Linked DNA regions of Zea mays: region 1 is linked to region 2. A link is a contact called in public Hi-C data. All regions are on one chromosome and are shown on one strand. Each heading gives the region's core, a stretch centred on a gene start, on an enhancer-like site or on the middle of the called end of the contact. The rest is flanking DNA. Distances are from core to core; before and after follow the strand shown.

Region 1 (7,469 bases), core at 4,844-7,343, 81 kb after region 2:
TCCTTTGGCATTAGATAGAAGAACTTTGGGTACCCAAACACAAGTCTTGGTGCCCTTGTGTTTGTCCCCAACATACTTGGCAACTACCTTGCCTGATTTGTTGGTTAGCACATAAGATGCATCAAAAGTTTTAAATGAAATGTTATGATCATTTGATGCAGCAGGAGTTTTCTTTTTAGGCAATCTAGCATGGGTTGATTGCCTAGAACTAGATGTCTCACCCTTATACATAAAAGCATGATTAGGGCCAGAGTGAGACTTCCTAGAATGAATTCTCCTAATTTTGCTCTTGGGATAACCGGCAGGGTACAAAATGTAACCCTCGTTATCCTGAGGCATGGGAGCCTTGCCCTTAACAAAGTTAGACAATCTTTTAGGAGGGGCATTAAGTTTGACATTGTCTCCTTTTTGGAAGCCAATGCCATCCATGATGCCACGACATCTCCCACTATAAAGCATGCTTCTAGCAAATTTAATTTTTTCATTTTCTAAGTCATGCTCATTAATTTTGGCATTAAGTTGAGCTATGTGATCATTTTGTTTCTTAATTAAAGCTAGGTGATCATGAATAGCATCGACATTAATGTCTCTACATCTAGTGCAAATAGAAACATGCTCAACGGTAGATGTAGAGGGTTTGCAAGATTTTAGTTCAACAATCTTAGCATGTAAAATATCATTTTCACTTCTAAGATTGGAAATGGAAGCATTGCAAACATCTAAATCCTTAGCCTTAGCAATCAAGTTTTCATTTTCATTTCTAAGGCTAGCAAGAGAATCATTCAATTTTTCAATCCTAGCAAGCAAATTAGCATTATCATCTCTAAGATTGGAAATTGAATCATCACATACATTTGAATCAACCTTAGCTATTAGACTAGCATTCTCATTTCTAAGGTTGACAATAGTATCATGGCAAGTGCTTAGCTCACTAGATAGTTTTTCACATTTTTCTACTTCTATAGCATAAGCATTTTTAACCTTAACATGCTTCTTATTTTCCTTAATTAAGAAGTCCTCTTAGGTGTCCAAGAGTTCATCCTTCTCATGAATAGCACTAATTAATTCATTTAATTTTTCTTTTTGTTGCATGTTTAGGTTGGCAAAAAGAGTGCGCAAGTTATCCTCCTCATTTTCACTAGAATTATCTTCATCACTAGAGGAAGCATATTTAGTGGAGGATCTTGATTTTACCTTCTTTCTTTTGCCGTCCTTTGCCATGAGGCACTTGTGGCCGACGTTGGGGAAGAGGAGTCCTTTGGTGACGGCGATGTTGGCGGCGTCCTTGTCGGAGGAGGTGTCAGAGGAGCTCTCGTCGGAGTCCCACTCGCGGCACAAATGGCATCGCCGCCCTTCTTCTTTTGGTACCTCTTCTTTTCTCTCCTCTTTCCCTTCTTGTCGTTGCCCCTGTCACTGTCACTAGACAGTGGACATTTTGCAATAAAATGACCGGGCTTACCACACTTGTAGCAAACTTTCTTGGAGTGGGGCTTGTAATCCTCCCTCCCTCATTTGCTTGAGGATTTGGCCGAAGCTCTTGATGATGAGCGCCATTTCCTCGTTGTCGAGCTTGGAGGCGTCGATGGGTATTCTACTTGATGTAGATTCCTCCTTCTTCTCCTCCGTTGCCTTGAATGCGACCGGTTGTGCTTCGGGCGTGGAGGGGCCGTCGTGCTCGATAATTTTCTTTGAGCCTTTGATCATCAACTCAAAGCTCACAAAGTTTCCTATTACTTCCTCGGGAGACATTAGTGTATATTTAGGATTACCACGAATTAATTGAACTTGCGTAGGGTTAAGGAAAACGAGTGATCTTAGAATAACCTTGAACATTTCATGGTCATCCCATTTTTTGCTCCCGAGGTTGCGCACTTGGTTTACCAAGGTCTTGAGCCGGTTGTACATTTCTTGTGGCTCCTCCCCTTGGCGAAGCCGGAAGCGACCGAGCTCCCCCTCGATCGTCTCCCGCTTGGTGATCTTGGTTACCTCGTCTCCTTCATGCGCGGTCTTGAGCACGTCCTAAATTTCCTTTGCGCTCTTCAACCCTTGCACCTTATTATACTCCTCTCGACTTAGAGAGGCGAGGAGTATAGTTGTGGCTTGGGAGTTGAAGTGTTGGATTTGTTCGACCTCCTCCGAGTCGTAATCCTTGTCTCCCTTCTTTGGTACCTACACTCCATACTCAACAATGTCCCATATGCTTTTGTGGAGTGAGGTTAGGTGATGCCTCATTTTATCACTCCACATAGAATAATCTTCACCTTCAAACATAGGTGGTTTGCCTAATGGAACGGAAAGTAATGGAGTGCGCCTAGAAATACGAGGATAGCGAAGGGGCATCTTACTATACTTCTTGCGCTCATGGCGCTTTGAAGTAGTGGAGGCCGATTCCGAGCCGGAGGTGGAGGGTGACAAAGAGTCGGTCTCGTAGTAGACCACCTTCTTCATCTTCTTCTTCTTGTCACCCATCCGATGGGACTTGATGGAGGAAGAGGATTCCTCCTTGTGTTTGTGGGCGGACTCCCTTGAGTGTGTTCTTCCCGAGCTTGCAGACTTGTCGCCGGTCCCGAGATCCCTCTTGGCAGATGCTCCCGACATCACTTCGAGCGGTTAGGCTCTAATGAAGCACCGGCTCTGATACCAATTGAAAGTCACCTAGAGGGGGGTGAATAGGGTGAATCTGAAATTTATGAACTTAAGCACAACTACAAGCCGGGTTAGCGTTAGAAATATGAACGAGTCCGAGAGAGAGGGCGGAAAACAAATCGTGGGCAAATAAAAAGTGAGACACGATGATTTGTTTTACCGAGGTTCGGTTCTTGCAAACCTACTCCCCGTTGAGGTGGTCACAAAGACCGGGTCTCTTTCAACCCTTTCCCTCTCTCAAACGGTCACTTAGACCGAGTGAGCTTCTCTTCTCAATCAAACGGAACACAAAGTTCCCACAAGGACCACCACACAATTCGTGTCTCTTGCCTCGGTTACAATTGAGTTGATCACAAGAAGAATGAAAAAGAAAAGAAGCAATCCAAGCGCAAGAGCTCAAATGAACACAAATGTCGCTCTCTCTAGTCACTATTTGATTTGGAGTGATTCCGGACTTAGGAGAGGATTTGATCTCTTTGGTTGTGTCTAGAATTGAATGCTATAGCTCTTGTAATGTGTTGAAGGTGGAAAACTTGGATGCCATTGAATGTGGGGTGGTTGGGGTATTTATAGCCCCAACCACCAAAATGTGGCCGTTGGAAGACTGCTGTCGCATGGCGCACCGGACACTATTCGGTGCGCCAGCCACGGCAGCCGGCCGTTGGGTTCTGACCATTAGAGCTCTGACTGGTGGGCCCTCTAGGCTGTCCGGTGGTGCACCGGACAGGGCCTGTAGACTGTCCGGTGCGCCAACCGCTCGTGCTCTGTCCTCTGCGCGCGCAGGCGCGCATTAAATGCGTTGCAGTCGACCGTTGCGCGCGAAGTAGTCGTTGCTCCGCTGGCACACCGGACAGTCCGGTGTGACACCGGACACTGTCCGGTGCTTCACCGGACAGTCCGGTGAATTATAGCGGAGCGGCCTCCCATTTTCCCGAAGGTGGCAAGTTCAGCTTCGAGTGCCCTGGTGCACCGGACACTGTCCGGTGGTCCACCGGATAGTGTCCGGTGGTCCACCGGATACTGTCCGGTGGCACACCGGACAGTCCGGTGCGCCAGACCAGGGTGCCTTTTGGGATGTCTTTTGCTCTCTTTGTTTGAACCCTTTCTTGGTCTTTTTATTGGCTTATTGTGAACCTTTGGCACCTGTAAAACTTATAGAGTAGAGCAAACTAGTTAGTCCAATTATTTGTGTTGGTCAATTCAACCACCAAAATCAATTAGGAAAAAGGTGTAAGCCTAATTCCCTTTCAAAGTGCGTGCCACCTAACCCTGGTGTGAATAGCCACGCTCTCTGCCCCGCCTTGAACGTCGGTGGCCCCCTGCCGGAGGTTTACGTCAGGTTCTTTCCGACGGCTTGCGTCACGCTCCATAAGACACATGGCACCACCGGGTCGTCACCTGAGCAGGGGCAACATCTAGAAGTACACGCAGATGTGGCAGCTCCAGACCACCCTAAGTCGGGGTCCAGAAGGTACTCAGGGGAGTCCGGGCTCCTTTGGCACTGGCCCGAATAGGTGACAACACTAGACCTCTTTAGGGCGGTGGTCCGGGACTACACCATGGGGGTCTGGCCCCAGAGCGTAGCTGTAGAGAGTCCTTATTCTCGGGATACGTGGCGGCTCTGGGACCCTTCAGCTAGGGATCAAGAGAGCCCACGTGGAAGTTGGCTTCCATCTGAGGCAGTAGCCTCGTCGGACGAGCCTATACTCTGAGCTAGGGCGGACCACTTGTGGCTATGCGACTAATGATAGCCACATGGGTCCCGCCTTGACCCAGTAGGCGTGGGTACCATAGCCTTGAGATACCAACAGACACGACAAAAGATAATTTAAAAATGACATCGTAAACTTACATCTAAATTAGCTTTTACATCTAAATTAGCAGCTCTGCTAGGATAATTTTAGACACACCATAATAAATTTATTTCTTTTCGGTTTGCCACGTCCGACATTATGAAAAATGGTATAAAGCAATTTTTTGGTGTATATAGTGCATATATTAAATCATGACTACCTACCTCAGATTTAACGTCCCTTATTCTCATGTATGTTTTGCAAAAAAAAACACCCTTCAGGTAAGGTGGAAGTAATAAGGTGGAAGTAATGAAGGGTAGTGGTGAAATGTGTTTTTTTAAATATACTTGACAATAAGAGACGTTAGATTTAAGTTAAATGGTCATGATTTAATATTTACACCATTTATACTAAATTACCATATGCACCAGATATGTTCCTAAAAATGGCATCCATTCCACTAACCCCATTTCTTATAACAAACTAGCGTATAGCCAGTGCTAACGCTATGATCCCGTCGGGAGAGGTCGACGGTGGCGGCGATGCTAGTGAGGGGAGGGACGAGGGATGATCCAAATAATACTGTCTATTGGTTTTCAGTGAGTAAGTGAGAACGAAGGGATTATCCAACGATCTAAACCGTAGATTTTGATGGTGTGTTAAGTCCTAGTGCAATTTGTTTGGTGGGTTTTAGTGAAGATTATGGGTGCGTGGGTGATTCAGTTGAGTGGGTTTTTTTGTAAAGTTTGAACCGATGAATTATCGTAGAGTTGTATAGAAGATTAAAGTAGATATATCATGGTGCCAAAGCAACACATCATGCGAAGAGATAATCTAGCGAAATAGGCAACTAACGCGGCGATAATGGAAGGAAAACCCGGAGGTCGTCGGGGAACAAGGCGACCAGGGTGGTGTGTGGCCCTGGGTTTAGGTTTTCTGTACGCCAACGACGACGCTGCCCCTCCGGGCTGCGGCGACCACCCAACGGCTCTACCCGCCAAAACGTCGGCGGACCATGTGCGGCCACAGTGCCCGGCCGATCGACGACGCGGCGGAAAACCCCACAGTACCCATATGTCACTCCTCCACTCACCAACCTCCAAATTTTCAGTTTCAGCTACATGCTGCCGACCTACTACATGCATGCTATAGTACGCACTACTAACTAGGTTCCATGTTGGAGCAGGTTTATAGAAATGTAAAGTTTTTAGAGCATATTTTTAGGTTTATGCATGGTATTGAAATTTTGAAATTGCTCGACTGAATAGAACAATTCTGAAGAAAAAAAATACAGACACTTCAAGCTAACAAACAATGCCATCGAGCATGAGGCTGCGGTCTCTATGGTCTCTGCATGTCTCTTCCGCTCGTGTGCATCATCAACTCCTCTCTAGTCCGCAGATCTATCGACTTCGAGTTTGTGATCAAACCAAGTCATGCAGCTAGCCATGCAGGGCAGGAGTGATCATGTCAAGAATGGCGGAAGGTAAAGGAGGCCATGAAAAAGAAAAAGAGAGAGAGAGAGCAATTGTCTGTGGGCGCGCGGCGCCCGACGCGGTTGTCGTATTCGCCGCGGCGCTCTCCCGGTCCGCACATGGCGTCCATGTGTGTGTGGTGTGGCGCCGGCCCGGCAGTCCTCCGCGGCGTCTCCATTCATTGGTCCACGCGTCGCTCTCTCGTACACGTGCGGCGCGGAACGCGGCAGCCCCGAGCGACTGGCCGTCGGAGACAGACCAGCCGGCCAGGACACCCTCCTCCCTCCAATGGTCCCACCTCTTTATCCTTTTCTGAACAAAAAAAAAAATGCCTTTCGATCCTTATTAACATGATCTTATTATATACATACACAGTATATACATGCCACCGCTTAAGTATACATATACGTGTATTTTCATTTTATACGACGAATGGTATATATATATATATATATATATATATATATATATATATATATATATATAGTCAGTGTATAGTAATGTACTCTTGCTTTGCCACTAATAGTTGATCAGTTTGGTTAAGCACAGCTGCGCACAGATGGTTGCTGATCATTGGCCAGCTGCTAATTAATCATTTTGAAGTGTTGCCCAAAGACAATTGAATAGTGGCGAATCTAGCCAAGGAAACTGTTGGGATCATCATTAGGGTCAGCTGTACGACAAGTTTTTTTTTTAACTTTAACAGCGTTTTACTACAGGATTTACAGGAGTTTTGGGATATCAACTGATCCTAATAATCCCCCGGATTCGCCCCTGCAGGGCTGCAAGAAGAGATTCTGTTTGTATACTACTATATGCTAGTAGCACGTACTAGCTCCAACAAAAAAACACCAAATCTTGGAAGGTACAAATATATGTACACGCGTTTTTTTTACAAATTTTTTAACAAGCTATATGTACACGCGTTTTTTTACAAATTTTTTAACAAGCTATATGTACTGTTGTTGTAGAATACAATCGTTGAAGAAAGCAAGGGGCGAGCAATATATATTAAGTTATATATATACTACTAAAAGCCAGAGACTATATTATGTTAATTAATTATATATATATATATTGTCATCCAATTAATAATAGATGCATGGGGCCGGCCAGCAGGGGCAATCTCTCATGCATGCATCGGCCAACACCTGGACGATTTCTGAATCATTAGATATGCAGTGGAACCAACCACCATGCATGCCAGCAGCAGCAGATTCAATGCATCCAATGCAATGCAGCCGATGAAGGACGGGAGGGGAAAGGGATATGGAAGTATTGACTAATTAATTAAAGCACCGACCTTTAGTAGGAGTACAGACGACGACATGTAGCAGTCCATTGTTGGCCGAACAGGAGTCTGGTTCATGTAACAACAATTACTGAGGTCCATCCAATAACACACTCAACAGTAGTTAGTAGAGAAGCGGTTGATCGGTGATATATACTCGAGCTAGAGCTAGCTAGCTAGCGCGTAGTAGGAATCCATGACACTCGAGCAAGAGAGTCCGAGGAGACGACCATGGCCCCGTTTGGTTTGGTTTGGCTAAGAGGA
Region 2 (7,288 bases), core at 3,304-5,803:
ATACAAGTACCAATTTCTGGTCCCATTACTCGCGCTCGTGCTCGTCAACTCAACCATCAGGTGATTACACTCTTGAGTTCATGTCCATCATATTTAGACCATGGAGACCCGTGCACTCTTGTTTTGCTTAGGAATCAGGGAGAAGACCGAAAGGGAAAAGGATTTGAACATGCTGGATTCGGACTGCAGAAGAACACCAACTTGTGACGGTCACCACGGTCAGATGCGGGCTCGGATTGGAATGTTCAAGCACAACATGGAAAGCTTATCAAGTCTACTTTCATATGGATCCGGAATTATAGTCATATCTGTTCTGAGGCCGCCGTAATCATTGTTTTCTTACCGAGACATTTCCTGCCTTTTCTGCCCATGGTGCTGCGTCACCCTATTTTGGCCCAATGGGTCGTGTATCAAGTTAGGTCCATTAGGGACGCATCCTAGGGTTGCAGCACGACCCCAATACCCTTGTGGTCGTCCTCCCATGTTTATAAACCCCCTAGCCGCCACCAAGAACAGCGGGTTTTGTTTAGATCAAGTTTAGCTCTCGCTACTTGCTTGCAAGCGCGCGTGCTAGTTCAGCCGCCCGTCTTCTTGTCTTCGGAACCCCACCATATTGTAGTTTGATCTTTAAACCTACATTTAGATCTGGTAATTCAGTACTTGTTCTACTTGTTCTTGCTAGTTCTTCGATTGCTTGCAGGACGAGTGCCCTAGTGGCCAGGGTGTCACGCTCCACAAGATCGTGACAGCCATAGGAGGTGGTGTATCGGTTGCTAAGGCGCAGCGTCTTTGGAAGGCTGTAGTCGGGCCGTGAACGTCGTCTCCTCCCCCAATCGAGTTATTCCACACCCTCTCATCGAAAGATCGGGCAATCACCCAACGGGTGCACATCAGGGCCGGGCCGGGCCAGCCCGGCCCAAGCCCATCGTGCTTCGTGCCAAACGGGTTCGGGCCAGAAAAGCCCAAACAATTTTTGGGCCGTGCCGTGCCAGCCCGAAGTGTAAAAACAGTGGCCCAGCCCGGCCCTAAACCACGTCGTGCCTTCGTTGGGCCGTGCCGGCCCAAGCCCGGCCCGTATATTTGACCACATAAAATCAAAATATTATAATCATATAAAATTCATAACTTACTAAATTAAAGATATTAAACAATTATAACATCATTTAACCACATAAACTCCAAATATAACAACAATATACAGTCGATATCTTATTAAATTAAAGAAATTAAATAGATTGGGCTCAATTGGGCCGTGCCGGCCCAAGCCCGGCCCATCTGTGCGTGCCGTGCTGGGGGCCCGACGGGTCGGAATTTGAGGCCCGGCCCAGGCCCGACTTCGGGCCGTGCTAGCCTGGCCCATATTATTTCGTGTCGGGCCGTGCTTTGGGCTCTTATTTTCGGGCCGTGCTCGTGCTGTCCCGAAAAGCCCGGCCCAGATTCCCTGCACTACGTGGGAGAGAACAGAGAACGGCAGAACCGTGCGCCAATCTGTTGTGTGGACACCTACACTATAAATTTAAGTAGTAGTAGAGATATGCGTCATGAATCCGGCGCCCATGTTCTGCCCAGTTATTACGTAGTACGTAGGATAATTAGGCGGGAACAGGCTTCGTGTCTCGAGGACGAGCTTTGCCAAAGGATAAAACATTTGTCTCTTCTGCCTGCTTGTTTGAATATATATTCTTTGTTTTCTTCGTCAATGGAGCACTTCAACCACCAAGCTTAATTTGGCACCTGTCGTGGCACTTATGTTTTCTAGTGTATTTGCTAAGCAGATGCCGATGAGCAAGGCCAGTATACTGCCAGGTTTTCGTCTAGGCTAATTGCTTTATTAATTTATCCACTGTCATGTGCAGTTTCTTTGGTTTGGAACGCCCCGACATACTGTGGTATATAGCATACATTGATTTGCAGAGAACATTTCAAGAACATGCTCTCCAGTAGAGGATATAGATACATGGATAAAATTTGCTGGCTCGAAGCCAAGACATCTGCTGTGGGCATGAAAACCAGCTGAGCCAATGCAAGACCCTCACCACAAAGCAAGAAATGCTGGCTCTAATCATACTCTCATGTCAAGCTATCAACACAGCCTTTAAAGACCACACCGACACGCCCAAAAATGTAAAATGGAAGAGAATAGGGGAGGAAGAAGAAGAAGAAAACGAGCAAGTGTGATAAAACGAACCCTGCTACTATTCACATGGATCACATTATCGTAATTCAGCGCCTGACTGACTATACTTAGCAACGCAACTGTGCAGTTAGCAGCCAAACCTCCACCATGGCTTTCTCGTCGAAACGTTGCACTCATCACCATCATCATCAACGGCGGTCGATCCCGCCGTCACTGCCGAGTGGGCCAGGGGCTGTCAGTGCAGCAGCCTCTGCCGCTTGGCTATGAAAGCCGGCGGGCAGCTGGCGGCGGGCAGCACGGACATGGCCGCCGCCGCCACCGGCCGCTTCATGCAGGCGGTGGAGGCCAGCGTGGCGGCGCCTAGCGGCAGCGTCGTGTCCGGGGCGCGAACCGTGGGCGGGTTGCGCCACCGCGGTAGCTGCCCGGCGACGAGCAGATTCTGCAGCAGGGGCCCCGCCTCCATGACGGCGGCCAGCAGGCGGCCCCTCTGCGGAAGGGGCCGCTTGCTGGCGAGCGTCTCGAGCACGGCGTCTGCCGCCGGCGCCGACCCGCGGCCGCAGGCTCCGGGCTGGCAGTGGCGCTGCTGCACCGGCTTGGGCGGCGGCGCGGGGGGCGTGGCGGGGCTGAGCTTGCAGCGCCGGTCGGCGGAGGTGACGGGGTCGAAGAAGGGGTCGGCGGGGGACGAGGCGAGGCTGCCGTCGGAGTCGGTGACGCTGGACGTGACGAGCGGCGGCGCCGCCGCCGCCGCCTGCGCGGCCAGGAGGCGGAGGCTCTGCAGCTGGTCCCGCGCGTCGTCGCGCTCCCTGGCCACCTCGCGGACCAGGCCGGCCAGCTTGGCGATGCTCTGCTCCTTGCGCCTCAGCTCCTCCCTCGCCGCCTCCAGCTCCAGCGTCGTCGCCAGCAGCGCCTGCTTCAGCTCCGCCACGCTCTGCTGCGAGTGCACAAACAGTTTGCAGCGTTAAAAAAACAATCGAAAATCTAGTAGTGTCTCCATGGCCGCTTGGAGATTGCCAACAGAGGGAACGAGGCGTCGCGGAACACAAGGTGGTGGGGTGAACAGAGACATACTACATGGCAGCACGATCGAATGATTTGGATTCCTGCAAATGATTGCGCCATACAACCACCACGGCTACTCAAGTCCGTTGGAGACTTGTGGGAGTCCAAATCCACCCCATGCGGCCATGCTGCCCCATGCTGGTGCTGGGCTCCTCATCCTCTTCTCCACCCTTACCCCCCAAAAAAAACATAACCTTTTCTTTTGTAGCAAAACAGGCATGCTTCGCTCAAAAAAGGAGGAAAAAATAACGTCTCGAATCACAATCACACGCGGGGGCCCAAGGCAGAACACACACCATCATTGAACACCAGTGCCAAGCTTTTTGTTTCTTTCTCTCCCTCTTTTCTTTTTCTTTCGGTTGGAAAAGAAAAAAAAACAACAGAGTAAATGTGAAACGAACCAGACGGAAGGACAAGTCAGAGGAGGAAGAAGACGCGGTTTTTCCAAGAGGCGAGCCGAACATGCAAGACCATGCGAGACATACAGAGACAGAGACACACACAAAGAGAGAGATTAGGGAGGGAGGAGAAGAATTCCACCACGCTAAACAAGCGTCAAGTCGTGCGCGCGGATGGAGGCGGAGCGCAGCAGCACCGCCTCCTAATTCGCCGGCGGCCTGCCTAACCCGCCTTTGACCGCGGTAGCTAGCACTAGTAAATGCGACGCGGGGTGGGGCGGTGCGGGGAGGTGAGATCCCCTGCGGCGGCCGTGCCGCAGCGGCGTCGCCCCACCCCGTCCCGTGACGGCCGCCGGCTACCGGCCAAGAAGAAGGACAGAGAAATGCGGCGGCGGCACAGGGAGTAATCTAGAGAGAGAATGATGGCCGGCTAAAGAAAAAAAAAAGAAGAAAAGAACAGAAGAGAGTACCTCTTGCGGGGGCTGCTGCAGGTCGTCGAGGAAGGAGGGCCAGAGGGAGGAGAAGAGCGCGGCGTCCGGGCCGTCCCCGAGGAAGAGAGGGAGCTCCATGGCCATCGCGCGCGCGCACTTGATCGCCGCTGGCGTCCGTACGCGGCCTGCGGGAAGAGGAGCGGAAGAGAGAGACTAGCTAGGGAGGGAATGAGGAAGCCAGGGGGGAGCAGCGGCGAAGACGAGAGAGAGTTATATATATATATATATATATAGTAACTATATGGACAAAGTTTCATCGTTTTCCTTATTTCTTTTCTTCGTCCATTCAAGGCCGGCACCTCTGGTCAGTTTTGCATGCATATGGCCAGGCCAGGTACTCAGGTGGGGTATAATAAAATTTCCATACTATGGATTACTTTCCAAAGGGAGAGCCTTTGTCTGGCAGGAGTGCAAAATCACCTGCGAGAAGCCTCAATCCTGCCTGCACTACAAACTTGAAACCCCAAGCACCGGCACCTTGTACATTTCGGCACCACTCGCAGAACACTATGCTACATATATACTCTAAACGCATCTCAACGCATCTCGTATGTGCGACATGATCATTTTCACACATATATGATGACTCACCGTCTAGTGTCTAGAAACCAATGTCATAAACTCTATTATATAAATAAAATATCTTTAAAAAATAACTAAATGAAAGAAACTAGACGAGGAGGAGGATGGCTTCGATGACCAGCCACATGTAGGTTGACCGAAGCGACTACAAGGTATAATTCTTCAAACTCTTCATAGTAGTTTTTCCTCCTGTTTGACCTTATTCTGAGCAGCAAATTCAGCAAGAATGGGTATATTTATAGTCGGTACCCGGCAAGTGTGTAATGAAAAATGTAGTGTAAGGCTTACTGAGGATAAAATTAAGCTATAACTTTTTCGCATTTTTAATTTTCTTGGTCAAAGACATATCTTGCCTTCCAAAAGCAAACTCCTACTGCTCAGAGTCTTTACAGGGTTGGTCTTTAGATCCCTCTGTCGAGGATTCTCGATAGTGGATTTATGGGGGTAGGTCGCGAGACCGAGAATTGAAGGTAAAACACACAAGAGACACAAGATTTAGACCCGGTTCGGGCTCCCGTCGTGAGATAATACCCTACGCCCCAATGTTTTTGGTGGCTAATGGTCTGTTATGTGTTGTTTGGTTTGCGGATCTATGCTCTTAGGGCTCCCCGACTCTATTTATATAGTTCAAGAAGAGGGGACGTGGTTACAAGGGTGAATGCGAGTAGGTTACATGATAGATCTAATCCGGTAACCTAGTTATATGAAAATCTAACTTTCCATAATTATAAGTGTGCCTTACTTATCTGTTAAAATCATGTCCTATTTGCCTATAACTCTGCCTTTATGGTTGGATTTTGTCCTATCTATTTAGAATTTTAGACTTGTCTCTTCTGTTCTAGTAATATCTCTGTCATATCTGTACTACTTCTAGAGCCATCATATTAGACCTTCGAAAAACCATGACAGCTGAGTTTAGGGACCGGATAGAAGATGACTCCGGCAAATTGACCCTACACGTCAATCGCTGAGAATGAAAGTCCACATACGTACGGCGTAGCAAAATTTTAAAGTTATTCGAATTTTTTTGTATTAATTATTTTCCCTACTATTTAAATGAAATATATTTAAAAATAACTAAATGAAAGAAACTAAACGACGACGAGGATAACTTCGATGACGAGCCACGCGTAGGTTGACCGAAGCGACTACGACATATAACTCTTCATAGTAGTCTTCCCTCCTATTTGACCTTATTCTGAGCAGCAAATTCAGCAAGAATGGGTATTTTTATAGCCGGTACCCGGCAAGTGTGTAATGAAAAGTGTAGTGTAAGGCTTACTGAGGATAAAATTGAGCTATAACTTTTCGCACTTTTTATTTTGTTGATCAAAGACACAACTTGCCTTCTAAAGCAAACTCCTATTGCTTAGAGTCTTTACAGGGTTGGTCTTTAGATCCCTCTGTCGAGGATTCTCGATAGTGGATTTATGGGGGTAGGTCGCGAGACCGAGAATTGAAGGTAAAACACACCGGTTTCGGGCTCCCGTCGTGAGATAATACCCTACGCCCCCAATGTTTTTGGCGGCTAATGATCTGTTATGTGTTTGGTTTGCGGATCTACGCTCTTAGGGTTCCCCGACTCTCCTTATATAGTTCAAGAAGAGGGGGCGTGGTTACAAAGGCGAATGCGAGTACGTACATGATAGATCTAATCCGGTAACCTAGTTATATGAAAATCTAACTCTTTCCATAATTATAAATGTGTCTTACTTATCTATTAGAATCGTGTTCTATTTGCCTAGAACTCTGCCTTTATGGTTGGATTTTGTCCTATCTATTTAGAATTTTAGACTTGTCTCTTCTGTTCTGGTAATATCTCTGCCATATCTGTACTACTTCTATAGTCATCATATTAGACCTTCGAAAAACCATGACAGCTGAGTTTAGGGACCAGATAGAAGATGACTCCGACAAATTTGACCCTACACGTCAATCGATGAGAATGAAAGTCCACATACGTACGGGCGTAGCAAAATTTTAAAGTTATTCGAATTTTTTTGTATTAACTATTTTCCCTATCGAATTATTAGAGAATTTCAGGGTATGGCATTTACTCACCCAGCCAACCAGCTCCCGTGCAAAGTTTACAATTCGAAGGACGATCAGCGAGCAGCAGCACATTGACATGGGGCAGTGGCTCGGGTTTCTCTGCTGGAATGGTCATGCGCGTGCGTGTCGTCTGCAATCTCCTTCCCGCATTTGCCAGCAATTAATTAATAAATGCCCGGCTCTGCATGGTTGGCAGGCGTAATTCTCTTCTCTTCTCTGGTGTTCTTGAGCTGCATGCGCCGCGCCGTGCGGTGCGGTGCGTGTGTTTTGAAAATGGAACCTGTGTCGCAAAAGCGGTGTGAACATCGACTCGGCCTTCCTTGTGTGCTCTATACCGGTAGGAGCACTCGGTGTAGTGTAGACGTCATTTTTATATCTACATGTAACAAAAAAAAAACCGAACCGATTTTCGTTTCTGGGTGAGTACCGGTAACGATAAATTTTACCGAAAAAACGGTGCTTACCGAGAAAAAAAATGTAATCCGTTTGTATAGTTGCATAAAGGACAGTGGACATCGTTGTCCATTCCCGGCCGGTTACATAAAAACAATGTAAGGAAACCAGCAGCG

The links. Hi-C and Micro-C count contacts between places; a contact is called where the count stands out from the background.
Region 1: a contact with region 2 is called in a Hi-C map of bundle sheath, with 2.6 times the contacts expected there. The contact joins the enhancer-like site here to the promoter of LOC103629223 in region 2. A contact is called at or near these places in 5 of 25 Hi-C or Micro-C datasets (bundle sheath, endosperm, leaf and 1 more).

What each region holds. Positions count from the first base shown.
Region 1 is chr6:42,531,333-42,538,801 of Zm-B73-REFERENCE-NAM-5.0, forward strand. No RefSeq gene overlaps it. Among protein-coding and RNA genes, the nearest start is that of LOC103629223, 78 kb to the left of the region's middle. Within about 2 kb of position 6,094, at least 18 of the 20 cell types and tissues checked have an H3K27ac peak or open chromatin away from gene starts, as enhancers often do. A contact at or near this core is called in bundle sheath, endosperm, leaf and 1 more, where this site is marked.
Region 2 is chr6:42,452,134-42,459,421 of Zm-B73-REFERENCE-NAM-5.0, forward strand. LOC103629223 (translation initiation factor IF-2) reads right to left here and starts at 4,554. Exons shown (of 2, transcript XM_008650400.2): 1 at 4,065-4,554; 2 at 1,883-3,065. The coding sequence starts at 4,169. The coding sequence ends at 2,373.